Linked DNA regions of Anas platyrhynchos: region 2 is linked to region 1. Evidence: chromatin contacts called from public Hi-C data. All regions are on one chromosome and are shown on one strand. Each heading gives the region's core, a stretch centred on a gene start, on an enhancer-like site or on the middle of the called end of the contact. The rest is flanking DNA. Distances are from core to core; before and after follow the strand shown.

Region 1 (4,137 bases), core at 495-2,994:
AACAAAGGGAATCTGACTCCATCTTCATCAACCCTATTTGTATCTACCATTTTTTTATTTTATTTTTTTTCTCCAGGATGTACAGTAAAAGTAAATTAAGCTTTTTTTTTGGCTGAAGGTTGCATTGACAACTTTTCAGTCAGGTCGGGTTGCCAATAACAGAGAGGAAATTAATCTGAGCTCAGTTAATATTTTGTGGAGTCTGTTATTATGGCTGTGACTACTGGAGAAGTTGGTTCTTGGTATGTTCTGATACATGGTGTTCAAGTGATTTGCTTAGATGCTTCCTTGGACAACATAGATTATTGAAGGTGATATTCTCTTGATTTAGAATATCAATTAGTGTAGCTGAGGCATGTTTGGTCTAGGGTAGTTTCCTTTCTACACCTGCAGCACCTATATATAAAACAGCACCTATATTTAAAAACTGACAAGGAACACTCTAAACAACAAAAAATTCAAGTAACCTATATATTACAAAACTATAAACGGTCTTACAAGTGTCATTTTATAGTCCATGAAATTAAAATGTAGATATCTAGTTAAGAAGTTCAGTTAGCCTAGCCAGGCATCCCCTTTATTTAAGGGCACTATGTGCTGCTTTGGGTCATGTTACTCTATAGAGTAACCCTCAGGGCTGTTCTTTAAACTAGAGTAGTGATTTACACCAAGCTTACACAAACTAGTTTGCCTTGTATTGTCTGCTTGAGGCATGAATGTTCACAAAAAACCTTGAGACCCTGATTTGTTTGTCAGTGCTTTGGTGTGATTAGTTTTCTTCCTCCAGCAGATCTGTCAGACCCCTCCAGCCCTGTGGAGTTTGTGAGGCATGGAGATATTATTCGCCTGGAACATAAAGAGTAAGGACGATTTCTGGGATGTGAAGAGACTGAATGATTGAGTAGAACTGGAGGGAGATTTGGCTTGCCAAAGACTACAATGTTAGGCCAGCAGAAGCTGGCTTTGCGGCAGAGATGTCTGTACATCTGCATTGCCAATGCGGGCTTTGTGGAGGTTTTCTTCTTTGGTCTGTTTTGAAGTGTCTGTAAAATGGGAAACCTTTAACAGAACCATACAGCTTCATTATCAGTACCTGCCTAGGTGGCACAGGGATTTGTTCAACTATGTGAGGTGCAATAGTAAAGGCAACTCCTGCGAAGAAGCCATTCAAAACCCATGTTCTGTCATTTTGTGCACAAAAATGACATAAATCACAGCTCTGAGACATTTTCAATGAAAATGTTGGCTTTTGCCTTTGTGATGAATAAATGAGGGTGACGTAGGGGAGCCCTAGTGACTTGATATTTAATCTTCATCTCATCTAATGTCACAGTGCCATAATGCTCTGTGCTATCACGGCTTTTAATTCTTAACAGAAGTTCTATATTTGTGAGCCTGAAAATTATGTCTTACTGTGTTCAGTATTGCATATCCACAAGTCATTGTGTAAGTCTTCCAAAAAGATTTGAAGACCTTAAAAATGATATATTGAACTTTGGGTTTTACTGCTAAGTATACGATAATGAAAGTGGTAAAATCCTGGTTTGGCAATACTGGGCTTGCTTAACTTATGTGTTGGAAGGGAATTCTGCAGAATGGGAGGTAAAACCGCAGCGTTAGGGTAAAGATCCAGCAGGTGGCTCTCCTCTCTTTGCAGACAGATTTCATCAAGTGTGGGCAGAGGCTTTGTGTGCAGATAAGGCAGGGAGGGCTAGATGCAGCTGTGTTGTTGGCGAGGGAGGTTCATAATATAAGTAAGAACTGACCAGGATATGGACCCACTTTTCTGGTTGCCTCATCTGCCAGTCCCTGCTGGAGTGAGAGGCTCCATCTGTGGCTGGTGTAATGGGGGCCACGATTCCCCACCTCAGTAAATCTGACCAAAAGGTAGAGTCTTTCACCTCAAAAGTAAAAGTGATAATGTAGAGAGGTCAGGATCTTGTTTTGCTTCTTGCAAGAGCAGGACTGTCAGTCCCACCTTTCTCCTTTCATAAGAAGGAAAAAAGCACGTGTGTGTACGTGTGTGTGTGTGTGTGTGGACCTCAGGGCAGTTTCACCTAAATGTTTTTGATTTACGAGCTGTGGTAAATTACCACTTGGAGGTGGTGGTTTATGGCCTGAGGGCTGGATTTATTCATGGTGTCCTTCTTTGCTAAAAGTGCCCAGTGTGGCGTAAACTCAGAGTTGCATGGTGGGAAGCAGCTCTTTTGCTCTGTGGCCCTATTGCTGTCGGAGCTGTATCTTGCTCTGCCATTTGGTGGTCGAAGTGCTGGTGGCTGTCTCTAAATGCCTTAAACCAAAAGATCTTATCACAAATTGATTGAGACATTTTAAACAAACAAACAAGGTTTGACTTTTAATTTCATTCCAGAACTTCAAGAAATCTTCACAGTCACCAGCACGAGGCTCCCCTGACAAGGAAGCATTTTCAGGTCACTGGCTATGGAATAGTAAGTGAATGGCAAGAGGAAGCAAAAGCTGTTTGGGTGGGGGGGAGTTCATACTGTGCCAGGGGGATTTATTTCTGCTCTTAATTTGTTTGCCAGGGTGGTAGATGTAGCTGTAAATCTACAGGATTAGAGGAGAAGTTGGTCTAGTATAAAATAGCTTATCTTATTTAAGGTCTATTTAATATGAACACAGACAAGAAAATAACGTAAGCTTTAATGTCAGTCTAGCTTTGGCAGCCTTCAACTCCATAAATGCCAAACTGAGCAACCCTGAAGTTGCTCTGACAAGTATTATTTCGTGTATTTGGCCTTGTCACGTAGACAACTGGCTTTTGTTGACAGAATGATGACAGAAGTTTGAATCACGAAAATGAAATCTGCTTTGAGGGCTGAATTTCCAAAGGCTGTTGCCTAAACCCCTTCTGTGAAGCAGCCAAGTTACCCCTGTTTTGAAATGTAACTCTGAGCCATAGTCAAGAATGAATTTGAAGGGGAAAAAAAAAGGCTGGCAAGATAAAAATGTCTGTGGTAGTTGCTCATGTGTAGAATCCTCTGTTTTTAATGGGGAATCTCTTCTGTGAAGTCTGAGCAATGATAGTGTGGGCTCTTTTGTTTAGCTTTGTCATCACTGGAGTTTCAGAAGTTTGTATTTGCAGTACTTCAATTGCACGTGTCTTTTGGTTAGGTTTGTTTGTTTCTCTCCTATGGTGTTTTTCCATGATAGAACGGAACAGGAGACTCCAATGACTTCTGGCGGATTGAAGTGGTGGGCAGAAAGCCTGGGAAGCTTATCAAAGTCCTGCGGAGTCAGGTCCGGCTAACCCATGTGGCCACAGGGTGTTTACTGGGCTCTTCTGGAAAGACTCTGCCAAAATGGTAAGAACCTCGTATTCCTTCCCTGCCCCATCCCACATGGCCAGGAGCTACAATGTTTGTTTGCTTATTGGTACTTTTAAATTTAAACTAAGCAGTAACCACGTTTCCTCCATTTCTTTATATTTAAAAGAATAAAAAAATAACCAACAGGTACTTAAAATGCAACCAGATGATCAGGGCTAGGGTTATGCAGTGTGTTCCAGTGAAGGTGCCTGCTGGGCTGTGGCTCTGAAAAATCATATCCCCTGCCAAGAGATCTAAGATTTGCACAGGTATTGATTTTGTCATGCAGTAAGTCCAGGAGGGGATGACAGCTGTGTTCTTCAAGGCCTGTTTTAGCCTTAAGGTTCACCAAAATTGCTAGAAACTGGGGCAGTTCATGCCATTCCGTACCATAATCCTCCAAACCTATTGTTATTGGTATTAACTTCTTTTGTTGTTGGAAGTCCGTCCTGCTATTTTTACATGAGGCATTTGTAGTGTGAGGGCAACGGTAACAATCTGATGTTAACAGGGGATGGGATTTAATATGTTTACGGATTATATATCTTTATCACAAAACGAGGTGCATGCAGAGACATCCAGACTAATGCCAAACAAGCTGCTGTATCTGCACAGCTCCACTGTGTGGGATGCTAACATGGATCCTGAAGCAGCAGGCTTCTGCTTCCAGAGCTGCTTCTGTCACTGCTATCTTAGGTTTCCCTTCACTGTTTTATGGTTTAAAAAAAAAAAAGCTACTAAGAAATCCGGTGGATGCTGAATCATGGTGAGTGCAGGCAGATAGCTCTGCCTGGTCAGGAATGTAAAT
Region 2 (4,633 bases), core at 1,742-4,241, 250 kb after region 1:
TTTTCATGCAGCCCAGGATACGGTTGCCTTTCTGGGCTGCAGGTACATGTTGCTGGCTAATGTCGAGCTTCTCGTCAACTAACACCCCCAGGTCCTTCTCCTCAGGGCTGCTCTCAATCCATTTTCTGCCCAGCCTGTATTTGTGCTTGGGATTGCCCCAACTCAGATGCAGGACCTTGTTGAACCTCATGAGGTTCGCACAGGCCCACCTCAAGCCTGTCCAGGTCCGTCTGGATAACATCCCTTCCCTCCACCATGTCGACTGCACCACACAGCTTGGGGTCATCGGCAAACTTGCTGAGGGTGCACTCAATCCCACTGTCCGTGTCACTGACAAAGATGTTAAACAGCTGATCCCAGCACCCTGCTTGTATTTCTCGGCACATGTGTGCCTGATGTAACCAGCTCCATCATCTCTTCAGATTCTGTAAAGTTGCTGTGATACGTCCAGTTGGGGATTTACTCAGTGAGTAGACGGGGAGCGTAAGCATCTCAGTCACACGGTCCATTGCAGTGTGCACTGCATGCTTCCAGTCCCGTGATGCTGGATGTTGTGCACAGCTGCAGGACACCCCTCTGCACAAGGCTTATCTCCACTGATAAATGCAGAACATCTTTTGATATACTCATTATATGGATGGGAGGCCTTTGGAACAAAGAACTATTGATGCAAGCTTAAAGATGAAGACTGGTATCAGTGTACACACTTCTGCAGCTTGTGAGATTTCTTCTTTGAAAGAAAAGCCAAAACCCTTTTGGCCAGCTCAGCTAGACAGATCAAAGATCTTAAACATGAACAAGCTGAGATAACTGCATATAGCGTTAGATTTTGTAGTTACTCTGAGATTTCCAGAGATTCTGATTAGCAGTGTTTTTTTTTTTTTTTTTTTTTTTTTTTTTTTAATGCAATGCCGTGTTGTCATAGTTGTTGCAGTGGCAGTAGGAAATCAATCCGAATTGGGCCTCATTCTGCTGTGTGAAATCCGTAACAGAAATATGATTTTCCTTGTGAGATCCAGAGATTCATCTAAACTAGCTAGCACATTAAATACTGTGGTGTGCATGCTGTGTTTTCAAAACATGTTACTTAATGGTAGTTATTTGCTTTCTAATATCAAAGAGATCTGAAAATGTTACTCAGCTGTGTCACTCTCTCAGCCCATGGAATATGCAGAGATTTTGTTTTGCCAGCTTTCCACACTGCCCAATTTTGTGCTGGCAGGCTGAATTCCTGAAGTATGTTAGATGAGTCTCAGAGCTGCCTGAATTTATGGCAGCCAAAACATTTCCTTCTGCACCATTTCACAGGTGTGGGATCAACCGAGCAATTCATATTCCACTCCCAGACCATCCCTGCTCAGCACCTACCTCAGTTCATCCCTGAAATGCCAGCATGGGGACAAATGCTGCCACCAAGCTTAAAAAAGCTTTATTGATCCGAGAGTGTTCAGAGAGATTCTGCAACACTGCAACCACATCCCTCCCCTGCACTGCTTGCTTGCATGTGAGTTTGGAGAATTAAAATTTTCACTGGCACTTACAGTTTTTTGCTATTTTAGTTGCATCGAGCCACACAAAAGGACATAAGGTTTCACCTACATCCTCCAGAGAGATTCATTTTCTTTAGAGTTTGTGCATTTGGTGAAGTAGATAATTTTAACTTATCTAAACCCTTCTGGAGATAGAAATTTGGGCACAAATTCATCAGCTTTCTCTTTCTCTCTTTCCGTGAAAGAAACCATCCAGTCTCCCTGGAGGTTTTCCGTGGTGTAAAGGTACAACCTAGCTGCCACATCATTGTTGAATCTGGAGTTTAAGTGGACACTCGAATAAATAAAAGTCACACCTGCCGCCGGCCAGTACGCATCTATATTTGATTATGTTGTTTTCTTACAGAAGACTGTGTTTTTGATGGCTGTAGCTAATCTAGAATCTCAAGGGTGATAATTGGACAAATCAGTTTAGTTGGGCAGCCAGTTCTGTGCAAACCTAAGCAGAATAGTAATGCATGACTAATACACAACAGCACTGTGCATGAGATAAAGATTCATGTGTAACATATGCAAGACAAACCCAAGATGCTGCAGGAATAAAAGATGAAGATATTTCCTGGTATATACGTGCTACTCCCTGCTCAGAAGTGCAGCCCTGAGCTGCAGAACAAACACGGTGCTCTCTGGACAGTGGAGCACAGCCCTCACTCTCTGCTGTCAGTACCCAGAAAGCAAACCTTAGTCTTTTTTTTCCACACAAGTCTAGAAACGGTGAGAAACTTCTCACCTCTGATCCAGCTTAACTGACTCATAGAGCATCTGCGTGCTGATAAGCCAAGAGGTTCATTTTGGAAGAAAATCTGGGTTTTCCTAAATCATCATCTCTGTGAGGTAACAATGGTTGCCAGTCATGAAAAACAAAAACAGAAACCCACTATTTTTTGTACAAATACAAATCGTTAGCTGGTCCCAAACATCTGATAGCCTCCAGCCTTAGTTCTCAGCCTGCACATTTTGGTGTTTGTAATGTACGCCTCTGAGGCTGAAAAAAGACTCAAAATGGGAGTTTTGGGGGTTGTGGGGAAACAAGCCACACAGATATTTTACACTGGCAGTGAATGGTGACCACTTGGTCAACAAGCTTGGTGCTGCTGGAGAAGGGCTGCGAAATGACCCGTGAGTTTTAAAGAGCAGCCCCTCCAGAAATGCTGGGCAAGCGCACCCGGGCCTGTGGGCACCTGCAGCAGCTGCAGCGGGGCCGAGAAGGACCCAAACTGCCCTGCAGCGGGGACACCTCCCCGTGCACACCCCAAAGGTGGGCCCCGAGAGACACCAGGGCGTGAAATTTAGCATTATTTTAGGACAGAAGGCAGGGAGCCGTTTCCAGAAGAGGGGCTGAAAATGGCCTCCGGCCGCTGGGTCTCGGGGCCTGGCGCCTGCAGGGCGGGGAGGCCCCGGGCCGCGCTCCCCGCCCCAGCGCTGGTGCTGAGGGGACATCTGGTGGCCGGCGCCGGCAGTCGCAGAGCCCTGCAGCAGGAGCGGTGTCTCAGCAGCTCTGCTTTAGGAAGAAGTGCTCTTGATTGTAAAATGGCAGGCACGCCGCCCCTCGCCCTGCTTGTCACGTAGGAAAGGGTGGGCTCCACGGTGGGCCGCGGTATTCAGGAGGAAGATCCTGCAGGGCTGGTGTGTGGTGCTGTGGAAGCACGCCTCAGTGCTCAGTAACAGCTGAGGAAAGCTAACAGCATGCTAGGAGTGATTAGGAAAGGAAAAGAGAACAACAACAAACCCCGCAGTGTTATGTCTGTGCAAACTCCCCAGTGTCCTGAATGCTTTTTGCATTTCTTATTCCCATATATTCCATCTGGGAACGGTTCAGAGAAGGGAAACAAGGACCAGCAGAGTCTGTCCTCTGAGGAGTGATTGAACGGGTGGCATTCTTCTGCTTGGAAGAAAGACAAATGTGTGTGTACAATAAATGTCCATAGACTTGTGAGTAGCTGAGGGATTGTCACAGACAGCAGAGGACACAGACTAGCTGGGGTAATGAGATAAAGGCTAGGAGTCTGTCGTGTATTGGAGATGACTACTGAGCAGCCATAGCAGCACCCTCATGTCAGCAGTCAGGCTGGCTTCTCAGGAGACACTGGAGCCACCTGAACTCTAATGGAAGATTTTTCCAGTTGAGAATTCATAGAATGAATCATAGGATGGCTGGAAGGGACCTTAGATGTCATCTAGTGAATGGATGGAGAGTGAAAAGGGTGTAATGAATGGGTAGTGAAAGGAGTTCTTCTGTTTCCTCTCTTCTTGCTGGCCAACATGTCTCAATTCTCGTAGTTTTTTTGTGGTATAGTCTATGGTGGAAGTTGCTCACATGGCAAAATGTACTTCCTGTGGATCTGCTCATCTGCACATGTGTATACTGGCCAACCTGATCTGGTGGGTGGCATCCCTGTCTATGGCAGGGGGTTGGAGTTAGATGATCTTTAAGGTCCCTTCCAACCTGAGCCATTCCATGATTCTCTGATGATATTTTTTATCATTTATTTGTAAATATTAGTATATGCAAGGCTTTCATTACTTCTTAAGGGTTGGTGAAATCTTTCTTTGTTAGCTTTTTATGTTGATTTAAAAAAAGCAGTTCAGTATCTGAGCCATTTAAAATCAGTTATGGATTCCACCCTTCTAGCATATCTTTTCCCATGGAGCTATTTAATAAAATTCCTATTACCCGTAACTTTTTAAAGCAGCATTAGCTGTAGTTTCACATGAATTTAGTTCTTCTTGCAAAGGTCTCTGCATCAAAGCAGCTAAGTCTGGTAGGGGCCGTCTGCAGGGCACTTGCTCCAGTCTTTGTCCATGTGCTTTCCTTCTAAATGGGATAACAACAATATATGAATTTTCTTGGTTTCCCCATTCCAGCTTTTGCGCTCTGTTTCTGAAAATAAGTTCAGCTTTGTCAGCATGCAGAATGATTTGGTAACCAGCCAGTCTGTTCTGCTCCCAAACAAAAGGACCAGACCTGCTGTGCAGTGGAACACCAACTTTATTTCCACAGTCAATGACTTACACTATCAGAGCTCTCCAGCATCATACCTCCCCAAGCCCAGGGCCACTCTTAGCTTTCAGTGTTTTAGAGT

What was found. Hi-C and Micro-C count contacts between places; a contact is called where the count stands out from the background.
Region 2: a Hi-C map of skeletal muscle shows a contact between it and region 1, with 4 times the contacts expected there. The contact joins two enhancer-like sites. A contact is called at or near these places in 3 of 8 Hi-C or Micro-C datasets (liver, skeletal muscle and subcutaneous adipose tissue).

The regions. Positions count from the first base shown.
Region 1 is chr5:23,140,942-23,145,078 of IASCAAS_PekinDuck_T2T, forward strand. POMT2 (protein O-mannosyltransferase 2) reads left to right here. Exons shown (of 21, transcript XM_038180523.2): 11 at 791-860; 12 at 2,372-2,450; 13 at 3,175-3,326. Among named protein-coding and RNA genes, the nearest start is that of POMT2, 13 kb to the left of the region's middle. Within about 2 kb of position 1,745, at least 2 of the 8 cell types and tissues checked have an H3K27ac peak or open chromatin away from gene starts, as enhancers often do.
Region 2 is chr5:23,387,535-23,392,167 of IASCAAS_PekinDuck_T2T, forward strand. It overlaps LRRC74A (leucine rich repeat containing 74A), which reads right to left. Exons shown (of 12, transcript XM_072038425.1): 12 at 4,526-4,633. Among named protein-coding and RNA genes, the nearest start is that of ANGEL1, 20 kb to the right of the region's middle. Within about 2 kb of position 2,992, at least 4 of the 8 cell types and tissues checked have an H3K27ac peak or open chromatin away from gene starts, as enhancers often do.